4 separate regions of the Hordeum vulgare genome follow, and all the other regions are linked to region 2. Evidence: chromatin contacts called from public Hi-C and HiChIP or PLAC-seq data. All regions are on one chromosome and are shown on one strand. Each heading gives the region's core, a stretch centred on a gene start, on an enhancer-like site or on the middle of the called end of the contact. The rest is flanking DNA. Distances are from core to core; before and after follow the strand shown.

What was found. A called contact is a pair of places that touch in the nucleus more often than the background predicts. HiChIP or PLAC-seq counts read pairs in DNA pulled down with a chosen protein or histone mark.
Region 1: an H3K4me3 HiChIP or PLAC-seq map of embryo shows a contact between it and region 2, with 5 times the contacts expected there. The contact joins the promoter of LOC123442975 here to the promoter of LOC123442966 in region 2. A contact is called at or near these places in 5 of 6 Hi-C or Micro-C datasets (leaf, seedling and an unstated tissue) and 1 of 1 datasets of contacts at active chromatin or transcription factors (embryo).
Region 3: a contact with region 2 is called in a Hi-C map of seedling, with 2.8 times the contacts expected there. The contact joins the promoter of LOC123442946 here to the promoter of LOC123442966 in region 2. A contact is called at or near these places in 1 of 6 Hi-C or Micro-C datasets (seedling) and 1 of 1 datasets of contacts at active chromatin or transcription factors (embryo).
Region 4: a contact with region 2 is called in a Hi-C map of seedling, with 5 times the contacts expected there. The contact joins the promoter of LOC123442957 here to the promoter of LOC123442966 in region 2. A contact is called at or near these places in 2 of 6 Hi-C or Micro-C datasets (leaf and seedling).

The regions. Positions count from the first base shown.
Region 1 is chr1H:433,055,419-433,058,758 of MorexV3_pseudomolecules_assembly, reverse strand. LOC123442975 (isopentenyl-diphosphate Delta-isomerase I-like) reads left to right here and starts at 1,683. Exons shown (of 6, transcript XM_045119176.1): 1 at 1,683-2,070; 2 at 2,379-2,434. The coding sequence starts at 1,817.
Region 2 is chr1H:432,923,986-432,927,703 of MorexV3_pseudomolecules_assembly, reverse strand. It overlaps LOC123442966 (probable mediator of RNA polymerase II transcription subunit 26b), which reads right to left and starts at 2,340. Exons shown (of 9, transcript XM_045119165.1): 1 at 1,099-2,340; 2 at 913-981; 3 at 741-823; 4 at 436-491; 5 at 186-313; 6 at 56-83. The coding sequence starts at 1,710.
Region 3 is chr1H:432,694,499-432,698,057 of MorexV3_pseudomolecules_assembly, reverse strand. It overlaps LOC123442946 (probably inactive leucine-rich repeat receptor-like protein kinase At5g48380), which reads right to left and starts at 2,285. Exons shown (of 3, transcript XM_045119143.1): 1 at 2,146-2,285; 2 at 338-1,220; 3 at 1-218. The coding sequence starts at 1,156.
Region 4 is chr1H:432,712,284-432,715,946 of MorexV3_pseudomolecules_assembly, reverse strand. It overlaps LOC123442957 (putative disease resistance protein RGA4), which reads left to right and starts at 1,431. Exons shown (of 1, transcript XM_045119153.1): 1 at 1,431-3,663. The coding sequence starts at 1,913.

The sequences.
Region 1 (3,340 bases), core at 434-2,933, 130 kb before region 2:
AAACACAGTCTGAACACAACATGTTTCAACACATACAACACTACCAAACAACTACGCAAGCATGCACACAACATATTTGGACTTAGCATGTTTCAAAAAGGAACAGCTATACTGAAATGGAAACAACTATCAAACACAAGCGTGCTATCGACCAAAGAGGTTCGAATCTGGCGCACACACATTTTTTCGGTTTACAACCGAAATTAAAGGAAAAAATGGGCTCAACACAACTAGACGCGCCTGTGAGCGTCCGTTTGCAAAAGCAATATGCAACGAGGCTTGAAGCGTCGAATAGGGATTGTCCTCATATGTTGCAACCGAAAAGGATGGAAAGAAGACAAATGAGCAACCACGGCCCTTTAGAAAAGACCGCAATGGATCATGAGCAACGTTAAGGAATAAAATTAAAAAATAAAAACAGGTTGTGCACAATGTTCGTTGAACAACTTGCACGAATTGCAACACAATTTGATTCGATGACTCATGATGTGAATGATGCATAGTTAAAGCTCACGTTGTCACATAAAAAAAGATAGCACAAATTAAAGAATGGAGAATAACATGGAAATAAAGCAAAAAAAAAAAAAAAAAAGAACCAGAAACTATAAAGTAAGAATTAAAGGCTTGAGGAAAAAAGATGAAAAAACTGAACTATAAAATAAAAGACAATATAAAAATATATAAAGCAACCTAGGAAGTGGGCAGGGATCTAGTGACACACTGTAAATGGTGGAAAGCCAACCATTGGATGAAGGATGGACACACCGTTTCCAACATTATAGCAAAAACACTGTAGAAGACGCTATGTAGAGATCCCTCTAGCGAAAATACTTAGACGAAAAATGTATAGATTTTGAATATGTTGTTATTTTATATTTTTTATATGCTATATAGGATACAATGTAAATCAATATATTAGAAATCTTTACTATCCGTTGTTTGTATAGGTCTATGTCAAAGCTTAATCAACATAATTATTGTCCCGAATCATTGATATTCGACATGCAACGGCATATAGGCCCATGTCCGATACTCATAGACATAGGCATGCAACCATGTTTTAGATCCCAAAGTAAAGTGTGCAGTCCATATATGCATCTGTTTTGGGCCAGCGTCTAGAGAATTTATTTTTTCAAGAAACTCGTGTTCCAAAATGTAATTTTAAATAATGTTCCAACTTTAATAAAATGTTTAAACATTTGAATTTTTTAGTTTGTAAAGGTAAAGAAATATTTATGTTTCCCCTTGCTACGAACAAGCATATTTGTGCAACATGGTGCTAGAATTGTTACGTTGCAAGATTTTTTTCCCTCTCTCGTTAAAATGCACGGGCATATTTTTTATATGATATAAAAACATGTTCACAAAATTAAGGGTTTCGACTAATGTTTATTCAAATCATTTATATGTATTTTATTCAATATGAGGTCATTTAAAAAAATTCAATTAATTAAGCTAGATGCATAAGAGTTTTTTTTCTTCCGTTGCAACGCACGGGACTTTTTTCTAAGTAGTACTCCTGAGTGACGACTAAACACGGGTTCGCCATCAAGACACGAATCATCACAATGTCACACACGTGGTTATGCTTCGTCAACGCCCACTAAACATGTGTCCGGCACTGTAAACGCAGGCCATCATACTTCTCTTGGACTTGTTTTTCCTAGCGATACTTCCGTTGGACTCGCTCACTCGGGGTCGGGGCATTGGACAGAAGAAGCAGGCCTCTTCTCTTCTGTGTTCCTGTGACCCGCCACCCGCTAACAGTTAACCCCCAAATCCAGCCGTCGCGAGTATCTCCCTCCACCTTTCCACCATGGCGGCCGCGGCGGCGCGCTCCCTCGCGCTCTTCTCCTCCGCCGCCTCGCTCGGCCTCGGCCGCGCCTCGTCCCGCCTCGCGCTCTCTTCCTCCCCCTCCCACTCCGGGCTTCTCCCCAGGCCGGCGCTCGCCTTCCGCGGACGCGCCTCCTTCGCCGCCACGGCCGTCGTGATGGGGAAGGCCGGCGCCGTCGACGCCGAGGCGGACGCGGACATGGACGCCGTCCAGCGCCGGCTCATGTTCGACGACGAGTGAGTGTCCCGGTCCCCCAATTCCGTCTCGTCAACTTGTCCTGGCTCTGCTGTGGATTGAGCCTGTCTGTCTCCTCGTGGAATATTGTTATTTTTTTAACAATATTCTAACAGGGCTATTCCCCCTTCTCTCACCAGGAGCGGAGTAGCATAAGCAATTATTCTTCTCCTTGTCTGTCTGTCTAGCTTTGAAGCTGTTAGCATGTTGACAAATTCAGATTACTTGGCTACCAAAATTAAACTGAGATAGATCGTCGCTTCCATTTCATCTCCTCTCAGTATAACCGAAGAGGTCTATTTCCATGCAGGTGCATATTAGTCGATGAACAGGACAATGTCATCGGCCATGAATCTAAGTATAACTGTACGTGTTAATCTTATTCTTCATTATTTTGTGATTGCGTTCCGTAGTGCATGCTTTTAACATCCATATGCTGACTGCTATGTTATCCTCATACTACTTGGTTGGATAGTCATTGTGTCAGTGGCAGAGAGCCAAATCTTTGGAGGGGCAATGGGTTAAGGAGGAGCAAAACTATGTGATTTAGCCTGTTTTTACTGAATGTATGACATAAAAACTATGTGGTTTAGCCTGATTTTTTCTTGGGCTGGGGGGGCCACCGCCCAGGTTGCCCCCATGAAGCTCCGCCACTGATTGCGTGTTTGACAACAGGCATTGAGCTGCCTAAAATTTCGTAGTATTACCGTCGACAATGAATCTTTGGGTAGTTGGATGGGTACTCAAGTGTGGCTTATCTATGAGTTTGTGCCTAGGTACTAGGGAATCACATTGGATCATACTATTCCAATTTCCAAACAGTCCCCAACAAAAAATATAATCCTGACCAATAGGGTGATGATGGCTTCCAGTACTATTTTTACTTGTAGAATTGTGCGAGAGAGAGAAATTATCTATGCAATATATATAAACTTTAAAAGTAGTTGGTCATAAGTCTTTCACCTTGAACACAAATTCACAAGGTAATCATAAATGACAACTTTTTTCTTCAAGGGAGATAACGGTTGGAGCAAGACATGCATATAAGAATCTAGAACAGAAGAGAAGATTGTGGAGATAGTAGTTGTACATATGACAAATACATTCTCCATTGGGGTGTACTGAGTATAATCATGGAAAATTCTAGATAGTGCACATCGCGGAATCTGCTGTAATAAGGAGGCAATCGGACGTCCAACAACACTCGGAATTGCCACCTCTCGTCCATTGGACCGAGTTTATCAAATGATCTGTATTCAAAGTTATTTGTAT
Region 2 (3,718 bases), core at 1,091-3,590:
TACGGAGTGCTAGAATACCAAGGGAAAACTAAGCAATTCGGGTAGTTGTACTCACTTCCATCTTCATCCATTTCGTCAAAGAACTTCAGGTCGCAAAGGCGGACAGGCGAAATAACAACGGAAGCTAATTAGCTTGTTGTTCAGCACTAAAACAATTCAGATAGCAAGAGTGGATATATTAGTACCGCAGAGAGTTGAATGGCAGTAGTCTCAGGTGCAAAGAATGCTCCTTCATCCAAAGGTGGAGAAGGAAGGCCTTCTTCTTCTTCATCATCATCCACAACAGAAGGGTTTGAAGTTCCTGGGGAGTTGTCTACAGGTAACAGAAGTAATAATAGTAAGCTAAGAGGCTTGGAACTGAGTATTTATTCACTCGGAATTAACTCTTGAAACTGATGGATCAAATGTAACATTGAACAAATTCAGATCCTTTACCTGCAAGGGCGACATTGGTAGTACTGACCCACTCATCAACCAAAATTTTCCAATCGCTGGAAACACAAAAAGCAACTGAAGATGTCAACAATAGTTGCTTTGGACTCATGCTAACAAGGTAATTTCTCATTTTTCTTTGGGATGATGAACAAGGTAGGTGATGACTATGTAGCAGTGCATATGAAATGGTAGTAATCAAAATCTTTTCAGTACATCAGAGAAGAAATTTGTCTTGCTGAACTCTTCAAATTCAAGCATGAACTGGCTCTATAAAGCCAGACTAGGTAGGAGTCGATGGAGCTTACTCAATGAGAGTCTGCACGAGGTGACGAATCTGCTGCGAGCTGTGCTTCCGAAGGCCATTAACAGCCCTCCCAATCTCAGTAGCCTACGATGAACAGCACCAAAGATAAGCAAACCAAATAGTAAACAAAACCAACAACCCTCATATGCAGTATGCAAAACATAGGTACGTACCTTAAGAGTGGAGACGGACAATTGCATCAGCTGCAGCCTCCTCAGCGAGTCGAAGAGAGTAGTATCCGACTGCAAAACACGTTTGTGTTTTATTAATTGAGATCAACCCTAAGTGCTCACTGGAGTTGACAAATAACAACTTCAGCAATGAATGAGAGAAGTAACTGCACAGGTAAGTGGACGTACATGGTCTTGCTTGTGCAGGAGGAGCTCCTTGATGCGGAGGACCTCCCCAAGGATCTGTGACTCCTCATCGATCTCGTTGGTGAGGGCCTCGAGCTCCTCAGCCTCCGGGTCGTCATCCTCAGCGTGGTGGTCTTCCTCCGCCGGTGCGGCCGCGTCCTGCTCCTCGTCGTCGTCGTTGTCGTCATCATAGTTGTGGCCGTAGTTGCTGGCGGCTGCGCGGCGGAGGCGCTCGTCGTCCTCGGAGTCGGAGTCAGAGTCGTCGTCGTCTTCGCTGATGCTGCCGCCGCCGCCAAGCCCACCACGACCGGGCGCGCCGAGGCTGCTGCTATCGACCTTGCACTCCTTGTCGGGGACGCGGCGCACGCTGCCCTTGTCCTCGGCGACGGCGGGCGTGGCGGGGGGCACGGAGCCGGTGCTGGCGGTGCAGCCGTGGCAGGAGGGGCGGGCGAGGAGCGCGTTGAAGAGCCTCTCGGCTATGCGGTCGCGGCGGCGCAGGAACTCCTGCGGCTCGTCGGCGGCGGCGACGAGGATGGCCTTCTCGATGACCTCGCAGATGCCGACGCCGGCGCCCCGGAAGAAGCCGCGCCACCGGTCCAGCCCGTCGTCGGCCATTCGCCCCCCCGGAGATCGGGCCGCGGACGACGAGAAACAACAAGAGCTAGGAGCACCAGACAGGAACCGATGCTCCGCCGATTACCCTATTGAGATGGGATTACTACGCCGCGACCGAGAACCCAATCCCGGTCCGATCGCGAATCGGATGCCCCCCCGGAATCCGGCGATCGTGAAAGCGAAATTCGCCGGAAATCAAATCGACGAACAGGGCGAGGCCAGCAGGAAACGAATCGGGCCGAAACAAATCGAGGAAACCGAGTCGAGTCGAGTCGGGTTACGTCCCCCCTCTCCCTCTCCCTTCCTTGCTTGGCCCCCAAGTCCCCGCTGCGGCAGCGAGAAGAACCTTACCAAATCCTATCTGGCCCTTGCGGAAGGGGGGAGGTAGGGTAGGGCCAGGGGCGTGGGCGTGGGCGTGGGAGGAAGAAGACGGTGCGGCTGGGCTCGGCTGGGGGAGAAGGCAAGGCAAGGCAAGGCAAGGCAGGGCGAGGCGAACGACGCCACCAGGAAGGGTATGGTAGGGTAGGGTAGGGTCGGGGCTGGGGCTGGGGCTGGGGACTGGGACGGGGCGGGTGGATAGGGACGCGGATGGCAGGGTACGCTACGCGACCCGAGCCCACGAGGACCCCGAGCGCAGCTAACTAAACAAGAGCGAGCGACTAGTACTACTGCCAGTGCTAGCTACGGCGGTGGCAGCCCCGAAATACGCGCGGTAACAAACCGGGTCGCGTCACCGCTTCGCTGGTCTTCCTTTCGCAGCGGCACGGCAGCAACCGCCCCCCCCCCCCCCTCCTCCTTTCTCCGTTCCCTCCCTTTCGTCTCTAGATTCTCATTCTGCTGCACCTGCACTGCACAGGGGAGGGGGGCGACGCGGCGGCCTCGTGGTGGCTGGCTTCTCCTTGGTTTGACCCCGCCCAGTCGACACGCACTCTCTTTCTTCCGTCTCCCCTTCCCTGGTTTTGTACTTTTGTTTACCACAAGTATAGTACGTACGTACTGCTGTAGTTTGGTACTGGTATTCAAAGTGCTTCGATCGCTGCCCATGATTCACGCCATTATCCTTGGCGCAGCGCCATTGATTGCCTTATTTGCTTCTCGTCTCACCATCACCATCCAAATCAACCAGCATAAATGTTCTCTACTCTACTGGTGCTAGCACACGGTGTCAATTTTAATGAAATGGTTTTGACCCGGAGTATTTCCTTTCTCGAAAAAACTGGCATCGTGGGAGCTCAGTCCATGTTCCCTTCGAAAATCGACCGTAATATGTTCCCGATAGCAACGGTCTGGAGCCCGCCACGGGTCCACGACGCCACAGTTACCTGCAGTGTAGTTTTCTCTTTCGAGCTACATACAGCAGGGGTGGCTCGTTGCGGTTAACGCCCTCGCCTCCTGCGGTTGCTTCCAAAATCGCCCACGCAACCGTATCTCCCGGTTGTTCCAGCCAGGGATTCTCGACGCGCAAGTGGCATGTGTTTCTTGCTTCCTTTCGGGGCGAATACGTGGTTCTTGATATCTCTAGCTCAATTCGGTGCGTCGCGGACTTTCTCGGGAATATATGTGGCCTTCAATTGTGAGCCTCTGCGACGAGGGGGAGGGGCCAACTTCCTCATCGAAAACAGGCTTTTCGTCCCGTTTTACAAATAAAACAACATTCGAACACGATATACTTGAACGATAAAAAATAATAAAATAGGCCACTTATAAAGTCGATCTTAATATATCTGACACGCATAGAACGCACGCGATTACGATGCACGGGACGATCTAAACATCCCCATGCTACGACACAGCACACTCTGCGACAATGCCTTCAAGAGGAAAAACGACGCACAACGTCGCCGTTGTCTGAGTCGACATCGGACAGAGGTCTTCACCCGAAGCCCTCACACGAAAAGAAGAACCATAACGACGACTTCAAAAAAAGCACAACACCCACGGTTGTCGCCGTCGTAGGCGCCAAGACACGGTGCTTTCGCTCGGCAACTCACATGTGCCACCACGAGGC
Region 3 (3,559 bases), core at 1,036-3,535, 230 kb after region 2:
ACTTGGCCAAGTGTCTTCATTTCTGAAGTGAACTGTGATTCAGAATGTTGTGAATCTTGTAGCCTTTTGACAGCAAGAAAAGAACCATCAGGTAACACTGCCCTGTACATAGTCCCTGTCCTTCCAGTAGCTATGATGTTTTCCTTGCTGAACTGTTTGGTGGCCTTCATAAGATCACTTAGTTTCATCTTTGAAACTGGATTCTCAAACATAGACACCTGAATAATCCAGAAAACCATGACGACAGTAAGGTATTGCTAAAACTTTTGTGAACAATGCTATTGGACATTGCCTTTCGACCCAAAATAAAAGGAAAGAAAACAACAGAATAGTTTACCTTGATTGCTTTTGTTCCTTTGATACTCTTTGCCCACTTATTTTCATCCTCATCCTTTTTTGCTCTCTTAGCTGGTAATTTCCGCAGACAAAAGAACACAACTATCACAACAATTATGATCACAACTACCACTCCAACAATAGCTCCAACAATTGCTGCAGTGTTCTTGCTCTTTGTTGAAGCTTGGCACTCATCTAATGGATCCCCACATAGCCCTTGATTACCGGCAAAGTTTGATGCCGAAAACTTTGTAAAAATAGTTGGAATAAACCCTGTTAGTTGGTTGTCTGCGACATTGAATTGAGTTAACCGAGTAAGAAGATTGAACTGCAGTGGGATTTGGCCACTAAGCTGGTTATGTTGGAGATTGAGGAGGTTCAGGTATGTCATATTTGATATATTTTGTGGGATGGCGCCAGAAAAACTATTGTAGGAGAGGTCCAATGATGTTAAGTATGGTATTTCCCGGGAGATGTCTTGAGGGATAAGTCCTGAAAAGTTGTTGTTTGACAGATCCAGCCCAGTCATACTGCTACAATTCTGAAGACCACGAGGAAATGGACCCTGGAGACCAAGGTTACCTAGGCGCAAAGAAAGAACCCGGTCCTCATCCGGGTGCCAACATTCCACACCGGTAAATCGGCATATGAAACCAACAGTAACGTTCTCAAAATTCCATGAGGATTTGAGTACACCGTTGGGGTCATTCACTGACTGCTGAACAGATTTCAAGCATTGGATATCAGCTTCAGAGGCAAAACAAGTGAAGACCAACAACAGTATAAGAATAACCCTCAGAGGAGCATAATGATTTGCCATTGAGCACTTGCACCAAACTTCACCTCTCCTCCGTGACAACACCACTTGCAGGTTCAAGCTTCACCTACACGTAAACGCAGTCGAATTTATAAAATTAGAGACACACATACCAGTTGGTGATAGCAACCATATTCTAGAACGAAAAGATTGATTTGATTGCAGTGCTGAAAAGCATAACACAAAGACGACATCAGTGGGGAACTGATCCCCACTACGGCCATAGCAAATAACATATGGTGCGAAGATTCTGCTAAGATTAGCACCAAATAATAGGTGCAATGGGTCGCATGGTAATTATCCATCACCCCTAACAATAACAGTAAGAACTCGCAACCTTGTTCTTCCATTATTGTCTATAAGCATAAGTGGAAACTTGCAACCGGGGGCAGTTCCTGGCTTCTGAGCCATCAATCGAGACCACAGTTATTATTTACAGAAACAACCAACGGGCTTCCTCTTATTAAATATCTGGATTTCTCACAAGAGAAGCGAACGGCTCGAACTGCCAAAAGGCGCACTTTCCAGAAAGAAGAAAATCTAAGGGAAGGGGCAGCAAAAAAAAAATAAAAAAAATCTCCAAAAGGAATGGCGCCGCACCATCCATATGTCGCATATGTGCATGCTATTTTTCTACCTGATTTCCCTCCCAGGGGCCGTCCCTCTTTGATCCTTTTTAACTAAAAAAGAAGAAAGAAGAAGCACTGGACAAACCCATTGCTGCTGCTGCTGCTTCCCCAGCAACAAACCCGCACCAATCAGGCCAAGAAAGAGGCAAGCGATTTCTTGCCCGGAGTTTCTAGCCGGAATACGAACTCCCTGGCGACTGCAGGAGCCCCCCCCCCCCCCCCCCAAGAACCCGCATACACGGAGGCACCAACCAACCGAGAGCTCGCGCGCTCCCAAGATCATTCGCACCACAACAAAGCATGGAAAGAAGGGCCGGAAAATCTAGAAAAATATGAGAGAAGAGGCGAGGTAGAATCGGTCACCTGAAGCTCGCCGTCCTCGCATAGGTGGGAACCGGGAGGACCCAGGGAGAGGGAGTAGGGGCAGGAGGTGGGGGAGAAGAGCTGTGGGTAGGGGGAGGAAGAGGAGGAGGGAGGGAGGACCGGAGAGGAGAGGAGCCGCCCGTCAAAGAAAGGAAAAGAAAGTGGAGGCGAGAGAGTTTTTCTAAGCGTGTGGGTGCCCAGCCGGAGGGGCGGGTGGGCCCGGCGAGGGCGAGAGGGGCGCGCAGTATGGAGACTGGGGGACGCGGAGATCCACGGACTTTTCTGGTCAACTGCCTCAGTCAACCCGTCTGCTCTCTCTTGATGATGGGTGGCCGGCCGGACGAATGGCTACGGCGCCACCGTGTCACTCACCTCGGAATGGAGGAGGTGGGTATCGGGTCCCTCCTTTCTCCGTCGTGACCACTGACCACGGAAGACTAGCCCAAAGGGCGTTCGGGTTTCCGGGTTACCGCGGCCACGACAGGGACTGCTAATATTTGGAGTATGTCGCACGGCTGGCAAAGTTTGTTTAGCCCAAAAGGTCTTTCGCCCCATTTTATACGGGAAAAGATTTCCGTCAGCAGAATGAAAACAAAAAATGTCATCTCTTCTGTTTGCTCTGCGACACCGCTTCCCCATCCCTCTCTCCATCTTATCTTTTCCAACAGTTTCTGCAACCCGTTCATTGTTTTGGAAATTTGTTTCCGCAAACACGGCCACTGTTGCAGAAATAGAAAGGAAAAAAATTCTGTAACAAAGCGATTGTTTCTGAAACTCGACCTTTGTTTCAGGAATTAATAGGTTGAAAATTTATTTTTTGCAACAAAGCGATTGTTTCTGCAACACGGCCACTCTTGCAGAAAGAGGAAGGAAAAAAATTATGTAACAAAGCGATTGTTTCTGAAACTCGACCTTTGTTTCAGAAATTAACAGGTTGAAAATTTATTTTTTGCAACAAAGCGATTGTTTTTGCAACACGGCCACTCTTGCAGAAAGAGGAAGGAAAAAATTATGTAACAAAGCGATTGTTTCTGAAACTCGACCTTTGTTTCAGGAATTAATGGATTGAAAATTTATTTTTTTGCAACAAAGCGATTATTTCTGCAACACGGCCACTATTGCAGAAAGAGGAAGGAATTTTTTTTTTGCAACAAAGCGATTGTCTCAGAAATTATCGGGTGCCCAGGCGAAACGCGCGCAAAGAAAAAAACTGCAACAAAACGATTGTTTCAAAAACTCGAGCGTTGTCTCAGGAATTACCGGGTGCCCAGCCGAAGCGCGCACGAAGAAAAAAAACTACAACAAAGCGATTGTTTCAGAAACTCGAGCGTCGTTTCAAGAATTACCGAATGCCCGGCCGAAGTCCCGCGTGCGGATCTGCTGGATGAAGATAATCAAACGGCTGTGAAAGTGA
Region 4 (3,663 bases), core at 182-2,681, 210 kb after region 2:
CATGCAGAAAACAGTAGCAATAAACTGACACGATCACATGCTACATTCATAGTTTGGGTCTTGTCCATCACATCATTCTCCTAATGATGTTATCTCATTATCAAATGACAACTCATGTCTATGGTCAGCAAACCTTGACCATCTTTGATCAACGAGCTAGTCCTTAGAGGTTCACTAGGGAGAGTGTGTTGTCTATATACCCACACAAGTATTTGAATTTTCAATCAATACAATTATAGCATGGATAATAAACGATTATCGCAAACAAGGAAATAGAATGATAACTAATTTATTATTGTCTCTAGGGCATATTTCCAATAGCCTCGCCCTACTCGCATCATGACGCCATGTAGCCTCGTCGGACCTGTCAACGCGCCTTGTAGCCACACGTGCCCCCGCATCGTGGGTCTGGTCTTGTCGTCGTACGCCGGTACGGGTTGATGGGACGGGTGCTGACCGTCCGACTGCCGTTGAGGCCAGTCGGACAGGCCGGCTGTCGCCAGTCGAACAACAACACGATGATCACACGGGCCTCCTGTCGCCCCGGGCCACGAGGCGAGCCGACCCCCAAATGTCTTAGAGTCAGATTTTCTCTGCTTTGGTATACCTAGGGGCCATTACCTGTCACCTACCTAGAAAATAGATAGATTCAAGTGGCGAATGACTCTCGTAGTCCCGTCCGTCCATCCTCACCATTCGTCCGTCACTTATCTAGAATGTCTGGACACCGGGACCAATGAAAATACTGACATGACTGATGCTACAGAACAAGTTGTGGTGCAACGATATATTGCAGAGACGCGGATGACCCAATGAGTACTTTTATCAGCTATGCGTTTGTAATTTGGAATCAAGCAAACACCTGTTCTGGACCTGCCCAAAATCTCTAGAGGTTTGGAACACAATCGGGTAGTGGGAGGAATGCGCCACACTAAAACCTAGAGAAGAATGGCAGCATCAAACGGCTACAACCATCGTGCTGAATTCGCAAGTGGCGGCGGCCCTGAGATGGAAGAAGGAAACCAACACAATGAGACTGTTCGCACTTTGTGCAATCGGACAAGAACCCAACCAGTGCACCTTCAACAAAAAATCATCAAGTGTGAGAGACATCATAAGCAGAATCACAAACTGCATGGACCAATGGAGTGCGTGAGCCAGATGCATAAAGAGCCACTTTAAAAAAATCATCGTGAGATATCTACCTTGTACTCCCTCTGTTTTAAAATAAATATCGTTGATCTAGTATAAAATTTATACTAATCTAATACAAATTTTACGATATTTATTTTGAGACGGAGGGAGTATTATATTTGGAGAGGGTCTGACCAAACTATGATCAGCTAAACCCGGATCTTAGGATCATCACCTCATTTTGTATTCTCCATTTTCTTTCTGCTACCAATGAAATTGCCAGCAATTGCTGGAACTTAAAGAAAAAGTATTGCCCAGGTAGGAAATCTGTAGATTCGAGAGGCGAATGACCGAAAATCCTACATCTACTAAAAGTTACGAACATGTTATGTAAGTTTCCAAACTAACTAACTCTCGGTCCCAATTTGACAACTACACAATCACGTAAGAACGTAAGACTTAGTAGACTCGTACGTAAGTGTAGCATTGCTCGGCGAATGACTCCTGTAGCCCCCTCCGTCCACCACTCCACCCTCACCCACGCGGAGGCGACGCGACCCAGCGAAATTTCGAGCCCGTCGGGCGTCGGCGTCGCCAATGCGAGAAGGAGCCCCGAAAACCACATGGCGAGGCGGCCGAAATTTCCACGGCCTGACGATCCAAAACCCCTCGAACGGCGCAGAGGAGGCTCCACCCAGCCGCTGACCCCTCCTCTCGTCAACTCCTCCTAATCCCCTCCACGCACCGAGCCTCGGCTCCCGACGACCGGCCCGGAGAGATGGCCGAGGCGGTGGCCGGCTGGCTGGTGTGCCCGGTAATACGGATCGTCGTCGACAAGGCCAAGTCCTGCGCCGCCGACCGCATCAGGTGGCTTAACGGCGGCGTCCCCGATGCGCTCCAGCAGCTCGACGGGGCCCTCACGGAGCTCCGCGCCGTGGCGGGCGCCGTCGAGCGGAGCCGCGGCGCGAGGGGCGGCGGCGGCGGCGGTGACCTCGACCGGTGGCTGCTGCAGCTCAAGGACGCCGTCTACGAGGCCGACGAGGTCGTCGACGAGTTCGAATACCGGTCGCTCGGCCCCCCGCGCTCCCCCCTTGTCAAGATCGGCAAGCAGCTCGTCGGCACCGACGAGTCGCTAAACAGGCTCAAGGGCGTCATCAAGAAGCTGGACGACATCAAGGACAGCTCTGTCCGGCTGATGCAGGCGGCAGGGCTGGAGGCGTCGTGGTCCGGCGAGTTGAGCGGCCACCCACCCACCTGGGACGGCCCGGACACATGCTCGCTGCTGGGGGACAACGAGGTGTTAGGGCGCGACGCGGAGCGGAAGGACATGGTCTCTTGGCTGACCACCGCCAGCCCGCCCCACCGCGCAGATCCGCGCGCCGCCGCCATCCCCGTCGCAGCTATCATAGGGCTCGGCGGGATGGGGAAGACCGCGCTGGCGCGCGTCCTGCTCCACGACGACTCGGTGAAGGCGACGTTCGATTTGGTGATGTGGGTGTGTCCTGCTGCCGCTTACCACAAGGTCGGGCTAGTGAAGCAAATCCTGCAGTCTGCTGGGGTTGGATTTCCTGACGGCATGAACAATTTCGACTGGCTCCAGAGGCAGCTTAAGGATGCTGTATCATCCAAGAGGTTCCTGCTGGTTCTCGACAATGTCTGGAACAAAGGGGGCATGGACGAGGATAAGTGGAGTGAGGTGCTGGCTCCTCTTAGATGTGGCAAGCCCGGTAGTAAGATCATGGTCACCACCCGGAAAAAGATTGTAGCAACCTTGCTGAATGCCAGAAAGAAGGTCACGTTGGACGGATTGGCATTTGACGATATTTGGTCGCTGTTCACGAGGATTGCTTTCAGCAATGACAGCGCTGACAAGGATTCGGTCTTGCAGGCAATTGGACAGCGGCTTGTTCACAAGCTCAAGGGGTTGCCATTGGCTGCCAAGGTCGTCGGCGGGATGCTCAAGGGTTCCCGGAGTAGCAGTTACTGGAACAAGATCTCAGAGATGGAAAGCTATGCCAATGTAACCGCAACGCTGGGGCTGTGCTACCGGAACCTGCAGGAGCACCTGCAGCCGTGCTTTGCAATCTGCAGCATATTTCCCAAGAACTGGCGGTTTAAGCGTGACAAGTTGGTTAAGATTTGGATGGCCCTGGATTTCATCCGGCCAGCTGAAGGGAAGAAACTGGAGGATGTAGGCAAGGAGTACTTTGATCAACTTGTGGAGGGGTCCTTCTTCCACGAGCGCAAGGAGGGCCATCATCAGAATTACTATTACATTCATGACCTGATGCATGACCTGGCAGAGAGTGTCTCACGAGTTGAGTGTGCAAGAGTTGAGAGTGTTGAGGAGAAGCAGATACCTCGTACAGTTCGGCACTTATCTGTTACTGTTGATGCTGTCACGCGGCTCAAAGGCCGGTGCGAGCTCAAAAGATTGCGCACATTCATAATTCTAAAGCATTCCTCATCTTCTCTCAGTCAATTGCCAGATGATATCCTCAAAGAATTGAAGGGTGTCCGTGTGCTTGG